Regions from separate parts of the Oryctolagus cuniculus genome. Here region 2 is linked to region 1. A link is a contact called in public Hi-C data. All regions are on one chromosome and are shown on one strand. Each heading gives the region's core, a stretch centred on a gene start, on an enhancer-like site or on the middle of the called end of the contact. The rest is flanking DNA. Distances are from core to core; before and after follow the strand shown.

The links. Hi-C and Micro-C count contacts between places; a contact is called where the count stands out from the background.
Region 2: a contact with region 1 is called in a Hi-C map of an unstated tissue, with 3 times the contacts expected there. The contact joins two enhancer-like sites. A contact is called at or near these places in 2 of 6 Hi-C or Micro-C datasets (ear pinna and an unstated tissue).

What each region holds. Positions count from the first base shown.
Region 1 is chr20:14,277,927-14,281,002 of mOryCun1.1, reverse strand. All of the region lies in intron 8 of RAD51B (RAD51 paralog B), which reads right to left. LOC127484649 (a long non-coding RNA gene) reads left to right here. Exons shown (of 4, transcript XR_007911781.2): 4 at 1,520-1,661. Among named protein-coding and RNA genes, the nearest start is that of ZFP36L1, 410 kb to the left of the region's middle. Within about 2 kb of position 1,517, at least 1 of the 8 cell types and tissues checked has an H3K27ac peak or open chromatin away from gene starts, as enhancers often do.
Region 2 is chr20:14,383,422-14,386,497 of mOryCun1.1, reverse strand. All of the region lies in intron 10 of RAD51B (RAD51 paralog B), which reads right to left. Among named protein-coding and RNA genes, the nearest start is that of ZFP36L1, 310 kb to the left of the region's middle. Within about 2 kb of position 1,642, at least 3 of the 8 cell types and tissues checked have an H3K27ac peak or open chromatin away from gene starts, as enhancers often do.

The DNA of each region.
Region 1 (3,076 bases), core at 268-2,767:
AGCAAAACTCATTACAGAGGAAGGTAAGAAACACGAAGTGAAGACAAGAAAAGGTGGGGGGCACCAGTGAGCTCGGAATACAAGAGTTGGGAACTGGATTAATCTCCCACAGAAGGAGGTGGAGCACAAGTTGGGGTGAGCTAATCACTAGGATAAAGACTGGTATGCACCAGCACAAATCATCCAACAGCTCCACTAACTTTGGTATGGGAAGAAAATACTTTAAGTTTCCCAGAGTCTTAGAGTGATTATGCAAGTTATCATGCAACCAGGACAGTTTTGACTATGACATGGGGACGTTTCCATAAGTATTCTGGGTTAACAGAGATTGCTTGGGACCAGTGTGGACAATCCACAGCGTATGGTTGCCCTGCAGGGATACCATGTAGAAACTGCGCAGATTCACGGAGTGAGGATGCCCACTCTTCAAGAAAACACTCAGTGTGGAAAGCATCCTGGTGGCTAAGCAAACCTTCCTGTGACTGCATAGGGCTTCTCTGACGTGTCCCCAGTGACAGTCAAGATCTACAGCTAAGAACAACAGCTGGCTTGAGGAGAAGAGAGCTGGAGCACCTGAATAGAAGGCAGCAATGCCGCTGGACATCTGGCATAGTGGTTAAGATGCTGCTCGGGACATCCACATCCCACGCTGGAGTGCACGGGTTTGAGTCCCAGCTCCACTTCTGATCCCATTTCTTGTTAAGGTGCACCCTTGGAGGCAGTACATGATGATTCAAGTCGCTGGGTCTCTGCAACCCATGTGGAAGACCTGGATGGGGTTCCTGACTCTTGGCTTCAGCCTGGTCCAGGCCCAGCGGTTGTGGGCCTTTGGAGCATGCACCAGTAGAGGGAAGAGCTCTGTCTCACTGTCTCTGACTCTCTCTGTAAAGGAAAAGAGGAAGGAAGGAAGGAAGGAAGGAGGGAAGGAAAAAGGGAGGGAGGGAGGGAGGAGAGGGAGGGGGGAGGGGCGAGCAATCTTCCACCAGCTCAGCTCCCCACATTCTCCAGGGCGCCATGTCCCTGAATCTTTTCTCCAATAAATCAACTTCCCTCCTGCTAACTTCTATTTAAGGCGGGGGGGGGGGGAAGGGGGGGAACTCTGAATAGTGATTTGCAGTTAAGTCTCCTACCCTTTGAAAAGCACTTTTTAATTAAAAAATAAACTTAGAGAAAACCCATACCACCCCGATGCAAATGCTAGCAAAAATAAAACAAAGGAAACAAAACGTCAACCGTTGAAAGAAATCCAAAGCATTTTCTTTTTGCATTTAGGCTTCATTCAAGTTAAGCCAGGAAGATGCATACATGATGTGTTTTTTTTTTTTTTTTTTTTCCACAGTGTGCTCTGTCTGCTCTCTGTGAATTCCTCCAACCATACCAATCAGCTGTCTCGGCGTGAGCTTTACTCCTCTCCCATGGTAGCCTCTGAGGCAGGAGGAGGACGCCAGAGCTGGAGCGAGTCTTGTGTTTTAGACACGGTCATCCATCTCATCTGTTGACCATTTGGTATCTGTTTCAGGGGACACTGGCTGAGGCAGGAGGCGTACAGCTGCTGCTTCTGGTCTCAGATTGCTACAGCCCTGACTGCTGGGAAAAGAAAAATCACCCTCCAATGTGTGCATCCAGCCAACTGCACGCAGAGAGCCAGGAAGGATGAAAAATGGGATCTCCTTGACTGGGCGCTCCTCCTGGGGAGACGTCAGCTATAGTGGAGTAAGATCTGGGTGGCTCTGCCTGTCCAAGTCTGGACAATGGGAAAGCCAGGTGACAGCCCAGTGGACCGGAAAGCAAGGGGTCAAACTGTGGGTCATGCGGTTTGCCTTCGGGAAGTCGGGTCCCAGGGCACAACCAGGACTGGAAGCTGCCCCCCACCAAGGGCCTTGGCTGCTGTGGACTTTGGCCTGCGGAGGGGTGTGCTCACCTCAGGCCCGCACCGATCACTGGCTCTCGGCAAGCAGCAAGGACAGTGGATTGAGAGCAATGCTGCTGTTTATCAGGATGTGTGCTCTTGAAAAAGAAGTATTTCTCTGAAAGCCTCAATAGCTTGAAAAAAAAAAACATCAATGCAAGGAGACATTTCTTTTTTCTTTTTTTCGTTTAACAGGCAGAGTGGACAGTGAGAGAGAGACAGAGAGAAAGGTCTTCCTTTGCCGTTGGTTCACCCTCCAATGGCCGCTGCGGCCGGCACACTGCACTGATCCGAAGCCAGGAACCAGGTGCTTCTCCTGGTCTCCCATGGGGTGCAGGGCCCAAGCACTTGGGCCATCCTCCACTGCACTCCCTGGCCACAGCAGAGAGCTGGCCTGGAAGAGGGGCAACCGGGACAGAATCCGGTGCCCCGACCAGGACTAGAACCCGGTGTGCTGGCACCGCAAGGCGGAGGATTAGCCTATTGAGCCGTGGCGCCGGCTGCAAGGAAACATTTCAACTAAATACAACGTCTAATTCTGGACCGAATCCTGGAAGACACTGCCATAAGGACATTGTCTTGACACCTGGGAAAGAGTGAATGTTGCCAGTGTATGAAGTAAGTGTATTGTTTCAATGCTAATTTCCTGAGTGAGATAACTGTATTACGGTTATGTAAGACAAGCTCATGTTCAACCTACTCTCAAATGGTAGAACTAAGATAAAAATATATTAACGTGCTAAAAATAAATTTGTAGGGGTGGGTGGTTTAGTGCAGTGGTTAAGACAGCACTTGGGAGTGGTTGGGTTCAAATCCTGGCCCTGTGTCTTTTTTTTTTTTTTTTTTTTTTTAGATTTATGTATTTATTTGAAAGGCAGAGTTACAGAGTACACCGGGGAGGGGGACAGACAGATACACACACACACACACAGATATCTTCCATTCTGGTTCACTCCTCAAATAGCCACAACAACCAGGGCTGGGCCAGGCAAAAGCCAGGAGCCTGGAATTCTATCCTGCCTCCCACATGAGTGGCAGGGGCCCAAAGACTTGAGCCATCTTTCACTGTTCTCCCAGGTGCATTAGCAGGGAGCTGGATGGGAAGTGGAGCAGCTGGGACTTGGATCAGCGCCCGCATGGGAGGCCTGCATTTCAGGCCACAGCTTT
Region 2 (3,076 bases), core at 393-2,892, 110 kb before region 1:
GTCCTGGCTGCCCACTTCCTAGTCAGCTCCCTGCTAATGCACCTGGGAAAGCAGTGGAAGATGGCCCAAGTCCTTGGGCCCCTGCTCCCATGTGGGAGATCCAGAAGAAGCTCCTGGCTCCTGGTTTTGCCCTGGCCTGGCTCAGTCCTGGCTGTTGCAGCCATTCAGGGAGTGAACCAGTAGATGGAAGATCAATCTCTCTCCCTTCCTCCCTCCCTCCCTCCATCTCTGCCTTTCCAATAAATAAATCAATCTTTAAAAAAGAACAGGGGGAATGTGATCTGTCCTGGTGGAAGGACACTGTCAGGAGACGGGTGCAGCTGACCAGGGAAGAGCTGGCCATGGCTTATCCGTGGTGCGAGCTGACTGTGCAAAGGCGGAGCCCAAAGGGTTCCCCAGCAGTGTAGCAGTGGGGTGCATGAGAAAGGTGACTCCTTGGAGACGCCGCTAGCTGGCTGGGTTGATATTGCTTGAGAAAATAAAGTCGCAGGTAGTGCAGTTGGACAGCCATAGTGGTTTAGAAAGTTCCATCAGACTCGCTGAGTAGGGGCTGCTCCCCGTGAGTTTTCGGTAAAACCCTTTTCACTTGCTCTCCTCCGGTGCCTCCCCAGGAGCAGAGCTTCTGAGGCTGGTAGATCCTTTTGCTGCCTGTTTGATAGAAAACAACAGAGAAAATCACTCCCTGCGTGTAATTTTATTCAAAGGAGTGCAAGAATGTTGTTCTTGGGCCTCTCTTTTCTCTTTGTCTTTCTTATCGGAAATGAAAGAAAACAGCAGAGGAGATAGGATCTCAGGCCTAGAAATCCCAGCAGGTAATTTGGGAGTTGAAAACAAATCTTTCCTGAAATGCATTAAGCAGGTGGAGGGGATTCCAACTTAGACTCGAAAAACCACACCTTATCCTGGCCTGGCAGAGAGCTTCCTTCCAGCCCCAGGCAAAGCCCAGCCTCCACCCACCAAAAGCCTGTAGTTAATAAACGTTAAACAACAACAAAACGCCCAAGTGGAAAAAGGAAGACTGATTGAAGACCAAGATACCAATCAGCTGACGGGGCCTCGGGAGAGCTGCACACAGGGGGAAAGTGGAAGCAGGGAAACAGGGGCCCAGGCCACGGTTTCTTCTAGAACACTGGGGCAGGGTATGTGGCTGGCTTGAGTCACAGCGATTCTTTTTCTTGATCAAACTTGTTCACTTGTTTCATCTGACCTGTGCACGCCAGCGACCATGGGCAAGCTCTTGAAAATGGCTGATCTAGCTCCAGAATCCATTTTCGAGCCACCCCGTGTCATGCCGAGGAGGCTGGCAGGACTGGAATTTCCAAATTGGTCTAGCGAAGTCAGCTGTGGGTTGATGAGGAAGTTCTCATGGTTCCAGAGGGCCCAGAAAAAGAAGGATCCTGCGATGCTATGGGGAGTTGCACGGCAATTATTCACCGGGCACACTACTGTCACAGAAGGACAGTTCAGGGAGGTCGAGGGACAGTTAGCAGGTGGCAAAGCAAGGATGGAGATGGCTGGAATAAATCCTGGTGCTACCATTTACTGAGCACCTAGAATGAGATGGGCCAAGTAGCCCTGTGCTGAGTGCACTTTAATGTGTTCCGCCTTCTTGTTGAAGAAGTGAAACTGCCCAACCAAACTTCCTGTAGTTCTATTTCTGCACTGTCCAACCCGGTGGCCGCCAGCCAGCCCCATGTGGCTGTGGAGACTCAGGATCTGAATCCTTTCTTTTATTTCATCTTAATGGACTTACATTTCTATAGCCACTCTTGTGGCCAGTGGCTCCTGTGCCGGGCAGCATAGTTCCAAGAGGATTAGCAGGCTTCCAGAAAGCTAGTGAAGGAGCAGGTGAGAGTTGCATTGTGGGCCATGCCTTAGCCTTTCCCCGCTCTGCTCCCCAGTGAGGGGGCCTGACTTCTGCAAAGTGAAAGGCCCTGGGAAGGAAACCGGCCAGACAGCACACAGCCAGGCACAAATAAAGCCAGAGCCCCTAAAGCCTGCTTCTTGAGTGTGTCTGGGGGTCCACAAGGAGGCCCCAATGGGTAGACAAGCAGCCCACCTGGGGGTTTGAGGCCCTGCGCCAGCAACTTGCCCGAGCCTACGATGGCCTGGTTGGCCGAGGGTTCTCTGACACACAGGTCCCAGCCCTCCTGAGTAAACACCAGTGTTTCATTTTTTCTGGGCTTAAGACTCATTGGTGGAGAGGTGGTGCGCTTCCAGGCCCACACCACCCTGCCAAAAACAGGTCACTCGCAAAGGTCTCCCCGCCCCGGAGGTGCACCTGCCCTCTGCCCTGTGCCTCCACGCAAACCTTGAGGCTGAGCTGGGCCTTCTGTGTATCCCCGGCCTCTGCACCGCCCGGGCAGGTTCCTCCCTGCTCCGAGGCCTCCTAGGCCATCCCGGGATGCTCAGGATGAAACCCAAAGTGGCCGCTTCCATGGCTGGCCCAGGCCACTGCCTGACCTTAGGGCCCATGGTTGCCCCCACCCCCCATTCCATTTCACACTCCGCTCACTGTACTTCAAACACTTCCCTGTCCCCGGCCTTTGCGCTTGGGATTCCTTCTGCCTGCAGCAGTCTTCCCAGATTGAACGTGGCTTGCTCTCCCTACATCTACTGTCTGCTCAATGTCACCTCTTCAGAGAGCTGCCTCTTCCTGACCCCCGTGAGTGTCAAATGGTGTGCACCCCTCACTGCCATCTCCCACTCTGCTTCTCTTTCTCAAGGCGCCTCGCCCTAGCTCCATGGGGCCTCCGCAGCTGTGGGTTCCCCATCTGCATAGTCAACCAACCGTGGATGGGAAATGTTTGGAACAAAAAAATTGCATCAGTCCTGAACACATGCAGGCTTTTTCCTTGTCATTATTCCCTACACAATACAGAGGAACACCGATTTACCTAGCACTTACATTGTGTTACTCGAGAGATGAATGAAAGCAAAAGGGAGGATGTGGGTGGGTTCTTTGCAAACGTTATGCCATTGTGGGTGAAGGACTTGAACCTCTCTGGATGTTGGTATTCATGGGCAGGGGAGTCCTGGAACCAACTCCCCTGTGGATACCAAAGCACGCTGTATG